Linked DNA regions of Mus musculus: region 2 is linked to region 1. The links are chromatin contacts, called in public promoter capture Hi-C maps. All regions are on one chromosome and are shown on one strand. Each heading gives the region's core, a stretch centred on a gene start, on an enhancer-like site or on the middle of the called end of the contact. The rest is flanking DNA. Distances are from core to core; before and after follow the strand shown.

Region 1 (6,745 bases), core at 1,893-4,392:
GCTTTGAGCATCTTCCCAGAGCCTCCATCAGCCTCTATAAATGAATGTGTAAATGGGTACAGTCCTTTTTCACACATGGCAATGAGATGGGTGAAAGACTTACAGATATCCAGACCTCTAGATTCAGCAGTAACACTCCTGGGATGGAGCCTACGAACATAGGCCCCAAGGAGAAAGAATTCTTCACAGAGAAGATATCCCCAGCAGCAATGGCTGGGAAGAAAATTCACATTCCTCCCTAAATCAAAGGATTACGCCACGCAAGTGTACACAGCCATTTTTAAGTCACAACGTGGACCCCACAGGCTCAGTTATGAAGAAGCCCGCTGCTCTTGCAAAGGAGAAGAGTTCATTCAGGTCTCCAAACCCACCAACAGCTGCTCACAACCTGGCTGTAATTCCAGCAACTTGGGATCCCATACTCTCCTGGCCTTATCTGGCATTTGCACAACTATGCACACATACACACACAGAAATACTCACACCCATAAATAAAAGATAAAGTCAGAGTTGGGCAGAGGTGCTTTTAATTCCAGCATTTGGGAGACATACAGATGGATCTCTGTGAATTCAGCCTGGTCTAGAGAACAAGTTCCTGCATAGGCAGGGCTACACAAAGAAACTCTCTGACTCGAAAAGCCAAACCAACCAATAGATAGATAGATAGATAATAGCTAGATAGATAGATAAACAGATAGATAGATAGATAGATAGATAGATAGATAGATAGATAGATAGATAGATAAAATCAGAATATGTGTAATCTCACTACTTGCAATATAGAAGCAGAAAGACCAGGAATTTCAGGTCATCCTTAGCTACAAGAAAGTTCCAGGGCAGTTTAAGCTACAGGAAAATTTTTTCCCAAACTAATTAATTAATTTAACTAAAACTTTATTTTACTTTATTTTATTTCATTTTTTTTTTTTGAAACAGGATTTCTCTGTGTAACTCTGGTAGCCCTGGCTGTCCTGGAACTCACTTTGTAGACCAGGCTGGCCTTGAATTCAGAAATCCACCTGCCTCTGCCTCCCAAGTGCTGGGATTAAAGGCGTGCTACACCACTGCCCAGCTTAATTTTTTTTTTCAAGATGCATTTATTTTATGTATATGAGTACACTGTTGCTGTCTTCAGACACACCAGAGGAGGGCATCAGATCTCATTACAGATGGTTGTGAGCCACCCTGTGGGTGCTGGGAATTGAACTCAGAACCTTTGGAAGAGCAGTTGGTGCTCTTAACCGCTAAGCCATCTCTCCAGCCCCTATTTTAATTTTTAATAGCCCACTGAGAAAGTTTTGATAGCAAATGGAAAATCCAAGATGCAATCACACTATTTTAAAAAGACAAATCAAGCCGGGCCTAACGGTGCTTGCTTTTAATCCCAGTGCTTGGGAGGCAGAGGCAATCTGAGTCTTAAAACAAAATTATATAGTTTCTTTTTTCTTTTTTTAATGTGCTCTGATGTTCTGCCTCCACAAATATCTGTATGAGGATAACAGATCCCCTAGAGCTGGAATTACAAAGAGTTGTGAACTACCATGTGTGTTCTGGGAATTGAACCCTAGTCCTTTGTAAGAGCAACCAGGGCTCTTAACCACTGAGCCATCTCTCCAGTCCTACAGATTTTTTTTAGAAAGAAAGAGAGAAAGAAAGAAAGAAAGAAAGAAAGAAAGAAAGAAAGAAAGAAAGAAAGGAAGGAAGAAAGGAAGAAAGAAAGGAAGAAAGAAAGGAAGAAAGAAAGAAAGAAAGAAAGAAAGGAAGAAAGAAGAAAAAGTGTTTGTTTGTGTGTGTGTCTGTACACATGCAAATATTTAAATGGAGATGATCCAAGTCTGAAATCAGCCATTGGGAAACTGAGACAAGAGGACCAGCCTAGGCTTCCTAACAAGACTATCTCAAAGAGAAAACAAAAACAAACAAGAATTTAAACCACTAGGCAGCGGTGGCAGACTTCCTTTAATCCCAGCAGAGGCAGATGGATCTCTGTGAGCTCCAGGCCAGCCTGAACTACAAAGCTAGTTATAGGGCAGGCAGGGAAACCCTGTCTCAACAAAACAAAACAACAAACAACCCCCCCAAAAAAACACAAACAAACAATTTAAATCAGGCCAGGGAGACAACTCAGCTGGTAAAGACATTGGGTTCCAGGCTAGATGACCTGTGTTCAATTCCCAGGACTTAAAAAGGTTAAAAAAAAACTCACTCCCAAAAGTTGTTCTTTGATCAACTTTGTATGTGTTCTGTGGTGTGTGCATATACACATATAAATAAACAAAAAAGAACTGAAGGGATTTTCTAATCATGGAAAGTTTTAGTATGAATTAAATAGACCAACAAAGTATCTGTAAAATGTACATCGTTCGTTACTAATTCATGTGAAGCTATATGGTGTTTAGAGATGTATGCAGAAACCTATAGAAAACTGACATGATAAATTAGAATTTATAATACTTTACCAGATGACGGGAGAATTGAATTGAAACAGTTGTGGTTAACACGTTGAAATTATAGAACTGGGTCCTGGGTTACAGGAGAATCAGTTTGCTATTTTTTGCTATTCTATTTACATGCACTTCAAATTTGTTCAGGCTAGTTCTGAATAGTCATTTTTTTTTTCAATAATGGGATACGAATGACCTTTTCTCCACTTCCTGTTTTTCTCTATTTTCCATAAACCTGCCGGTAAAAACCTTTGAAATCAAAGATGTCTTTGACAAAAAAGAAACTTAAAACTAGGATCTAACAACCTAATAAGATGTTTCTCTTGCTATGAAACTTTAGCAGCTGAAAAAGCCATGCTTGGTACCGGTGCATGCAATGTTCTTTTGGGACAGCACTGTGTCATTAGAACCTATGTTGTAAATATGGCCAGATGATAAAAGGACCAGCTGCCATAAAGGCTTTCAAAGATCAAGAAACATCTAAGAAAGCGTGCGCGCGCATACACACACACACACACACACACACACACACACACACACACACACACACACAGCACCTCCTTCCTGCTTCTTAAATGCTAAATGACAAGACACTCTGGTTTTATTTCTAAACTTCCATGCAGTAAGCAGAGAGCAGGGCAGAGTTCTACATACCTCGGTGCTGACTCAGAAAGGAAGGGTTCCACATTCCTTAATTAGCAGTATCAGAAGAGCTCCACTTCCGGCACTGCAGTTCCCATTTCTCCCGACACACTGTGCACAACACCCAAGTCCACGAACAGGATGGTGGTGGGAAAGCCTGGAATGTAGACGGTGCCGCTTAATTTAACGTGTTCTCCTCTATTCGGTTACACATATCCTCTTGTCTTAATGTTTACCAGACAAAGATGTCGAATGAGCTTTGAGACTTCAGACATACGCTATGTATCTGGAGATCACAGTAAGGAATAGATAAACACTAAATTTAAAAATATAGCTGTCTTGGCAGGGCATGCCTTTAATCCCAACCCTCCAGAGGCAGAGGGATTTCTGTGAATATTAGGCCAGTCTAGTCTGTATAGTGAGTCCCAGGCCAGCCAGTGCTAGCTACATAGTGAGACTCTGTCAAAAATAATAATAATGTTAAAAAAAAACAAAAAAACAACAAAAAAAAAACAGCTTTCTCAGCTCCTCGCAGGCAAATGATTCCAAGCTCGGTGGCCAGCTCTTGCCTTTTTAGTGCCATTTACTGGAACTGTTTATGGTCTGTCCTCCAAAGACAAAGCTTTGAGGGAGATTTCCAAGCTCGATTACATAGCCATCCAAAGTGGCATAATTGATCAAGTTTGAAGAGTAGGTGGCAAAGCTATCGCAGCTTAAGGGAAATGTCAAATTCTTAGAGAACATTTTTTTTTCCTTGTAGATACTGGATTTGATAAGTTCAGAGAGCTTTGTTATTGTTGTGGTTCGTCTTTTGTTGGTTTTGTTTGTAAACAAACAAACAAAAAACAGGGTCTCACCGTGTAGCCTGGTAAGACTCATGGCAATTCTCCTGTTTCTGTCGCCTAAGAGAATCACATTCAACCTCGGAAGTGCTAGTATTACACAGAAAGAGCACCACTCCTGGTCAGAGGGTTTTAATAGAGAATAACCCTAAGGAGACAGTCAGCTGATTCAACAATTGGTTTTATAAGCAAGCTCTTTTGAAAAGTATCATTTTATACATTGGGGAAGCCCGAATCTGCTCCTCAACATGCCGCGTGCCATGATTCATGTTACATGACAAATGGACAGGACATCATGTTCGTTTGCCTCTTTATTTAAAGACAGGGTTTCTCTCCGGCTGATCTGAATCTCGTGATCCCTGCCTCACAGGTGTGTGCTTCCTCAAACTGTCTGCAGTCCTTCTGGTAGGTTTCTATTTGTTTTAACTGTAAATAAGACAGAATGACTCGTGCCTGTAGTCTCCACTCTTAAAAGACAGAGGCAGGAGGAGGCCAGCTAGGAGTGCATAGCAAGATCATGTCTGAAAAAGTAAACACACACACACACACACACACACACACACACACACACACCCACATTCAAGCCAGGCAGTGAAGCACATGCCTATTTGTGAGAAGGAACACAAGACTGAAAAAGTCAACCCTCTGGGAAATATTCAAAAATCTTTCCTCAGAACAAGAAAATTTCAGGCTGGGCATGATGGCTCACACCTTTAATCCGAGCTGTGGCAGGTGGATCTTCTGCATGGCAAGTTTCAGGCTAGAGCCAGGAAGTGAGGCTAAGTCTCACAAAATAAAATATATAAAAATGATGCCAGGCAGTGGTGGAGCACGCCTTTGATCCCAGCACTTGAGAGGCAGAGGCTGACGGATCTCCAAGTTCCAGGCCAGCCTGATTTACAGAGTGAGTTCCAAGACAGCCAGGGCTACACAGAGAAACCCTACGTCAAAAACAAACAACAAACAAACAAAGGAGAAAAAAAATACATGTATGTGTGTATGTGTTTTATATAGATATATTTTAAATGCATACTTGAGATACATTTAATTTTACTTTATCTGCTTTTTTAATTTTCAGAGTTTCACACTGTAACCCAGAACTCAACAACTGTCCTGCCTCTGCCTGCCCAGTGCTGAAATCATAGACAAGATTCCATACCCCTCTAAAATACATTTACTTAAAGTAAGAGTCATGTGAGATTTAACAGAGGAATTGTGAAGAGCCAGCGGCCTTGCTGAGTTTGAATAGATCTTGAATTAAGGGTGTGTTTTAGGTCATTAAACCCCAGTTTAGGATTTTCAAGATCCTGGTTCAGGCTTCAGCACCAAAATACATAAATATGTATATATGTGGGTATATAGATAGACAGATAGATGGATGGATAGATGATGGATCTTGGAATTTTTATGTAAAACAGAGTTTTCCCTGACTCAGCTTCCATTATAAGATATAATCATAGGCCAAATATAGTGGCTCCTTCCTGTATTCAGGAATTCTGACATGCTCAAAAAATATGCCCCTGCGGGGCGTGGTGGCACACGCCTTTAATCCCAGCACTTGGGAGGCAGAGGCAGGTGGATTTCTGAGTTCAAGGCCAGCCTGGTCTACAGAGTGAGTTCCAGGACATCCAGGGCTACACAGAGAAACCCTGTTTCAAAAAAAAAAATGCCCCCACTAAGTTATGACCCTTAGACAAGCCTAAGTCACAGACTTGAGTTTTCTCCACCTTTTATTGGTTTTATAATCAGACCTGCCTGGAGTAGACCTTGGGCACTTAATACTGCGCAGATACTGAGGAAGTGGCTCAGGGTGCACTCATCTGACACTGGAAGGGCCCTGAGTTAGAACACCAAAAACAAAAAGAAAAAAATGCAAAGACAGCCGGACATTGAACACAGTCCCTGAGCAGAGGAGTGAACTAGTCTTTCAAAGTGAAAGAAATTCAGAGTGAAGTGACATTGATCTTATAAATCTGTAGAGGGCAATAGCCACATCTAACCAATGGTTAGGATGCTGAAGACCTCTAGCTCAAAGGTGAAGGGTGTGTACTGCTCTTGCAGAGGACCAAGGTTCGGTTCACTCTGTAGACCAGGCTGGCCTCAAACTCAGAGATCCACCTGCCTCTGCCTCCTGAGTGCTGGGATCAAAGGCTGTGCCACCACTGCCTGGCATCATTTTTTAATCTTTTAATTTTTGAGACTTGGCATCGCTTCCTGGTTCTAGCCTGAAACTTGCTATGCTACAAAACATATTTTTAATGAAGCAGAGCAGGGGATTTTATTGAAATTAATTTAACTACATGTAAATGTGAATTTTGAAAGGGGGGCATGGGGTGTCCCAAAGTGTCGATATAGGTTCCTTAAGGGAGAGGAACCAGGAAACAATTTTTACCCTAATCTTTATTTTTTTTTTAATATTTTAAAATGTTCAGGCCTCTCTTCATTTCCAAACCATGAAGCAGAAGATGTTAACCCATCAGGGAGACACTACAATCTATATCTATAATGAGTCAAAGCTTTTTGTTTGTCTAGTTTGAGACAGGGTCTCTCTCTCTCTGTGTAACCTGTCCTGGAACTCACTTTGTACACCAAGCTAACCTTGAACTCACAGAGATCAGTCCTGCTCTGACTCCTAGGGGCTGGGATTAAAGGTGTGCACCAGCAGGCCAGTTATGATTCAAAGTTTTGAGACTTTCAAGTACCTAGGTTCCATCTGAAAAATAATAATAATACTGAATCATTCACCATCATCATCATCATCAGTTAGGGACTTGAGATTGTTGCTACATGAGATCCCAGCCCTGAAGTGAATTAATT
Region 2 (5,934 bases), core at 3,159-5,658, 2.9 Mb after region 1:
GGGTATGGTGTGTGTTGTGTTTGTTTATGGTATGTGTGTATGGTGTATGTGTGTGTGTGTTGCGTGTGTATGTGTTGTGTGTGTGTGTGCGTGTGCATGCACGCGCACGCACGCAAGCACACATATACGTATGTGCGGATGTCCACAGTGGCCAGCAGCAGGCATCAGGTCCCCCAGAGCTGGAGTTTTAGGTAGTAGTGAGCCCCTCCGAGTGAGTGCTGGGATCTCAACCCCAGTCCTCACCACAGAGCACAGCTCTTAGCCTCTGAGCTCTCTCCAGCCCATCCATTGGCCTGTTGTTACAAATTGCCACCAACTGGGCTTAAAGCATCTCTCATTTGATGTCATGGTTCAGTGAGGAGAACTCCAACACAGTATGACTCAACTTGGGCTGCAGCCTGGGCTCCCACGAGGACAAATCAACAAGGCTGTGTCCCTTGCAGAGGGCTCCAGGCTGGACCCCATCCTCTGTCTTGTGGACCAGGGTCTAGGCCCGGTCAGCTGTGGATGCAGCAAGCATCTGCCCGAGGTAGCCACCCTCCTCCTGTCTCCTAGGTAACCTTTCCAGAGAAAGTGACCGGAGGCCCTCAAGCTTCCAATCAGCATCTTCCCTCTCTCGCTCAGTGCAGACCATATCAGTGCCTCCTTCGCAGTCAGGGCTGGGACTCCCAGGCCCTGCAGGCTTCGTTACCATCCTGGAATGCAGACAGAGTTTGTACTGTGGATAGGACCATGGGGCAGGTCTGTGTGGCCCTGCCCTTTATCTTAGCAGCACTTACAGTGTGGTGTCTGTTGATGGAGCATGTGGGCACGCAGGAGCGGTGGTGCCGGGGGTGGGGGGTGGGGGGGCACATGGAAGCATGGAACACAGGCACTGGGCTGTGCTGACTTCATGCTCACCCCGTTCAAGTTGAACACAACTCTGGGTCTTGGAAACCTCCTGTTGTTATTTTTCAGGTTGCAGACACACATGATGGGGCTCATGGGGTGCCCCTCCCCTCCCCTGCTCCCTCATGCCTGCGGCTCCTGGCCCAGGACACCTGTGCCCACACCAGCGTCTGGCCTGCAGGTGCCCGAAGAATCTGGCCCGCTTCATGACCAGTTCCTAACCCTCCCATACCCAACTCACTGATCCTTCCAGAGAGCTGCTTCTCCCTACCCTGAGGGTACACAGGCTGTGCCCACTGTGGGCAGGAATGCATCTGGGGCCTCACACGAGACACGGGTGTTGTCAGTTCCAGGCGGCTACGCACTGGGGATTCATTACCTTCAAAACTTGCCTACAACTTAGTGAACAGTACACGGTCCTAGTGGGGAGGCAAGAGTGTGCCACTCCTGGGACCACAGATTAATTTTAGTCCCATAGATGCCACGGTGAGGTGGTCCTCCCCCACCAGCAGATGTCTCTGCCCCAGGACTTTGGCACCGCTGTTCTCATCTCTGGAATGTTCTTCCCTCCATCCTGCCTTCTGGTGGCCAGAAGCTCTTCTTCTTACTTCCTCTTTGGTGCTGACCATATCCAGACTGCCATGTCCCTTACCTTACCTGCTAGCTGACTGCTCAGCAAGTGCCCCTGAGGGGGGATGGGTCACTTCGGGGGTCTAGGATGTGCCCCTGCCCAGTTCTCCTGGAGCCTAGCATTTAGACTCTTTTGGTCAAAAGAATAGTGAGAACCAAAACCAAAACCAAACCAAACCAAACAAACAAACAAAAAAGCCAGGCATGGTGGCACACGCCTTTAATCCCAGCACTTGGGAGGCAGAGGCAGGTGGATTTCTGAGTTCGAGGCCAACCTGGTCTACAAAGTGACTTCCAGGACAGCCAGGGCTCTACAGAGAAAACAAACAAAAAAAAAGAACACTGAGTCACATATACACACCAGGGGCCAGGGTTTGCCCTAAGCAGCCGCAAGCATGCGTGGGGAACAGAGCCCGGCTCCCAAAGGGAACAGCATTCCAGGCAAGGGCTCAGCAATGAGGGAGTTCTGGGATGCAGGGGCATCGAGAGGGAGAGTGGGGAGGGGGAGGGGTGTGTCCTCTGTGGCTGAAGCTTGGTAAGAGGAGCCAGGAAGACTGAAGAGTCAGTGGGGCCCTGCCGGAAGTGATACATGTGACATACATGTGACATACGGTGGCTCTGGTTTCCCAGGGACTCAGGAAGAAAGCCCATGACAGTTCCCAAAGGACTCTGCCCTTGACAGCCAGAGTCTCCCCACTTGTGCCTGGTCTCCTTTCAGCTGCTGGGAATGTATCGCCTAACCCTGGGGTCCCTGCTCACCCTGGCCTTCCAAGAGCCTCTCCTGGCTGGTGAGAAAAGGCTCCTTCCTTCCCAAGCTTTATTCGGACTAAAAGCACCGAAGACCTGGCTGGGGACCTTCCCTTCCACAAGAGGCCACTGCTCACAAGAGTCTGCGTCACAGGCCAGACTGGGACGAGCTCTTGGGTATAGGCCAGCCTGCCTGGTACCGCCCCAAGTGACCTGAGGACACGGGCCAAAAAGTAGCCATTGAACATGCCAGCCTCCAACCCCCACAAGGCCCTCAGGAAGGACACCGAGTCCCCAGCTCCCTGGGAGCCTCCTGACCCAGCGGCCCAGCTACGGAGAGCTCACTCCTCTCCAGGCAGATGAACTCGGTGCCAGCCCCGCTCTGTGTGACCAGGCAGGACTCCACATCCTTTCTCTCTGTAGGCTCTGGAGGCAGCCCCTCCCATTAGAGGACCAAGAGTCAGAGAGGGCGTGTGACATGCACACGGTGACTCAGTGGACAGGATTCATGTCTTTCTGCGTTGTAGACAGTCTTTTCAAGGCCGTTGTGTTGGCTGTCTCTCTGGGACACGGCTGCATGTTCCATGTACATGTGATCTCACGTGACTTCATGCGACTTCAAGTGACTGTCCACATCGCCAGATCATGAGGATAGGGGGTACAAGCCTGCGTGGCACGCTGGTGATTCTGCCGTGCACCCTTCATGCGGTCAGGACTCCATTGTTTTGCCATAAACTGAGTGAACGGCCGTGCAGACTCTTTGGAGCATCTCGCTTGCCACGGGTGAATTCCAGGACGGAGTTCCAGAACAGCGAGGGTTACACAGAGAAACCCTGGCTTGAACAGAAAACAAAAAGAACAAAACAAAATCAAACAGGGCTGGTGAGATGGCTCAGCGGTTAAGAGCACTGACTGTTCTTCCAGAGGTCCTGAGTTCAATTCTCAGCAACCACATGGTGGCTCACAACCATCTATAGGGGGATATGATGCCCTCTTCAGGCAGGCAGATGTATATGCAGCAGAGCACTCATGCATTAAATAAATAAAGTTAAAAAACAAACCAAAACAAAACAAAAAACCCAAATTCAAACAAAAAGAAGCAAACTTGGAGTTTATGAAGAGATTTTTAACACAGACGTTAGCACAGGTGGTAAGGGGAAAGACAAGAGTCCCTTAGGAAAAGCTGAATACAACCTCTAGAACCGTGGATGTGTGCTTCTCGAGAGACCCGTGGGATGAAATGTGTATAGTTTCAGTTTTAGGTGTATTTACTTTTATTCACAGGTATGTATGTGTGCCTGAGGAGTGTGTGTGCATCATGTGTGTGCCATGACCATGGAGGGCAGAAGAGCTCTTGGCCCCCTGGAACTGCAGTGACACACAGTGGGTGCTTCGAACAGAACCAAGACCCTCTGGAAGAGCAGCCAGTGCCCTTAGCCACTGAGCCATCTCTCCAGCCCTTGATGTCTTTACAGTAGCCATGTATCGGAATTGGGGGCTTCTGCAGCTCCCTCTCAAAGGGTGTTTGAGAGTCCACTGATGGGATTGTGGGGTGAAGCCGTGGCCACAGGAGGATGTGTGCATTGTGAACAGTTCAGAGTCTGCCTGTGAGGTCCTCAGAGCAATGTAAGTTTACTCCTTGGAAAGGAGTCAGGTTATACACAAAGGTCATATATACTTAGGCCTTAAGCACAGCTCGTTGCTATTTTAACATCCCCCCCCCCCCGAGACAGGGTTTCTCTCTGACTCCTGAAACTCTCTCTGTAGACCAAGCTGACCTTGAACTCCTGCCTCTGCCTCTCAAGTGCTGGGATTAGAGGCATATGCCACCAACCCTAGGTGACTCCTGGACGCTTGCCCTTAAGAGGCTTCGCCCTGGTTCCAGCTTAAGGGACTCCCTTCCCTACCCACACCTCAGTCTCTCTGTCCTGCCCAGAGCCTCTAAGCTGGTTCAGAGCACAGGGACCACTCTGCTCTCGGGGGTTCACTCGGCGAACCCTGCTGTCCCCAGGAAGCACCCAGACACCCCTGCCTCGCAGTGAGGGGTTCATTTCTCCATTTTCTTTCCTGGGGCTGACAGTGCTCACCGCCGAGAGGGCTGAACCTCTGGTAATCAAAGCCACCACTTCCTTGCACAGCCTTTGGCTATATTTAGAGCTACAGCCTCTCCGGCTCAGAGTCCGGGCGTGGCTGGGCCTGTGGCTCCTTCCTGAGCTGAAAGGAAGTTCCCACCTGCTTCCCCTCGTGCCTAGGCCAGGGGCACCTGCAAGCTGTGCTAGCAGCAGGCTGCACAAAGCACCCAGCCTCCTGTGTCTCCAAGCCTCCGGAATCCTGGACTGAAGGAGGGAGTGCAGCCAGACCGTTCTTTCCTCCAAGGACCCTGTGTTTCCTGAGGGTCTTCCAGACCCACGACGTGGTAGACCCAGGGCAAAAGAGTAGGGGACCTAGATAGGGCCCCTGACCTTGCGAGGCCAGAGCACAGTTGTGGGGGAAGTGGAAGTTCAAACCACAAATGGTAATTTAAGAAAAAGCCAGGGGCTGGGATGCGGCTCAGTTAGTAGAGTGTCTGCCTAGCATGTGCTTGCCTCGGTTGGATTCCTTATGATGCATAGACCGGGCATGGTGCATAGCTATAACCAGGGCACTGGGGGTGGGGGTGGCAGGAGGGTCAGAAGCTCAAAAGTCAACTTTGGCCCCATAGAATATGAGGCCACACAGGCTTGACCATTGGGAAACTTTGGAGTGTTTTTTTTAAGGGGAGGGGACGATATGGCTCTGCCTGAGTTTGATCCTAGGACCCACACAGTGAAAAGCAAAAACTGACTCCCAAGAGTTGTCCTCTGACCTCCACATTCACAACAGGGCTTGGCCTACCTAATAAGTAAATAAATAAATGTTTTTTAAAAAAAAATTGGGGGAGAGGGGAGCAGAGATCTCTGGTCAGTACCTCTGGAACCCAGGAGTGTGTGGGAGGAGCTTGAGGCTTAGAAAAGTATGGTGTGGTGTGGTGTGGTGTGGTGGGGTGTGTGTGTGGGGGGGGGTGGGGTGGATAGGACAGGGGCTGCCTGGCAATTGGCCAACAAGCTGAAGACTAGGTGGCTTCAGCCTAGAGAAGCCTCTGTGGGTCACCAGGACAGGAGTGACTCCAAATATGGAGAAAGAGCCGCTCTGCCACCCAGAGAGGCACCAGTCATGCATGGATGGTCGCTCTGTCTGGTTAGGTTCGGATGACTGGGAGGGAGCAGAGGCTGGAGGTGTTTGCAGTAGTCCAGGGCGTCTCCCAGGGAGTCAGTCCCCGACACCAGTGAAATCTGGAGCCATAGTAAGCACAGATGACCACCTGCTGGAGGCCAGGGACACAAACACCGCAGGGGCCAGGACAGTCTCCAAATGCTGGAAAGCTGGGGTGGAAAAGGCTGGGTTTTGGAACTATGGGGGGTGGGGAGGAGTGTGCATGGCTGTGTGGGGACCCAAGGCAGACAGGATGGATGTGAGTGTCTCTCACCCAGGAAAGTGACGCGCTCCACACTCGAGTACTGGTGGCTTCCAGGAGTGTGGCAGCGATCCCACCAGCATGGGCACCAGCAGGGTGCATGGGTGCCTACAGGACTTGGATCTTTAACTCACACCCATGAGGTGGCAGAAAGCTATGCAATGGTGGGACTCGGG

Evidence for each region. Promoter capture Hi-C pulls out the DNA fragments that hold promoters and counts their contacts.
Region 2: a promoter capture Hi-C map of the HPC-7 cell line shows a contact between it and region 1, with 4 times the contacts expected there. The contact joins two enhancer-like sites. A contact is called at or near these places in 2 of 39 promoter capture datasets (the HPC-7 cell line and pre-B cells), 4 of 484 Hi-C or Micro-C datasets (the G1E-ER4 cell line and erythroblasts), 1 of 115 datasets of contacts at active chromatin or transcription factors (large pre-B cells) and 1 of 9 other capture datasets (liver).

Annotation. Positions count from the first base shown.
Region 1 is chr2:170,144,764-170,151,508 of GRCm38.p6, forward strand. It overlaps a transcript of Zfp217 not described here. Among named protein-coding and RNA genes, the nearest start is that of Zfp217, 17 kb to the left of the region's middle. Within about 2 kb of position 3,143, at least 155 of the 459 cell types and tissues checked have an H3K27ac peak or open chromatin away from gene starts, as enhancers often do. A contact at or near this core is called in the G1E-ER4 cell line and the HPC-7 cell line, where this site is marked.
Region 2 is chr2:173,042,298-173,048,231 of GRCm38.p6, forward strand. No RefSeq gene overlaps it. Among named protein-coding and RNA genes, the nearest start is that of Gm36337, 5.8 kb to the right of the region's middle. Within about 2 kb of position 4,409, at least 135 of the 459 cell types and tissues checked have an H3K27ac peak or open chromatin away from gene starts, as enhancers often do. A contact at or near this core is called in the G1E-ER4 cell line and the HPC-7 cell line, where this site is marked.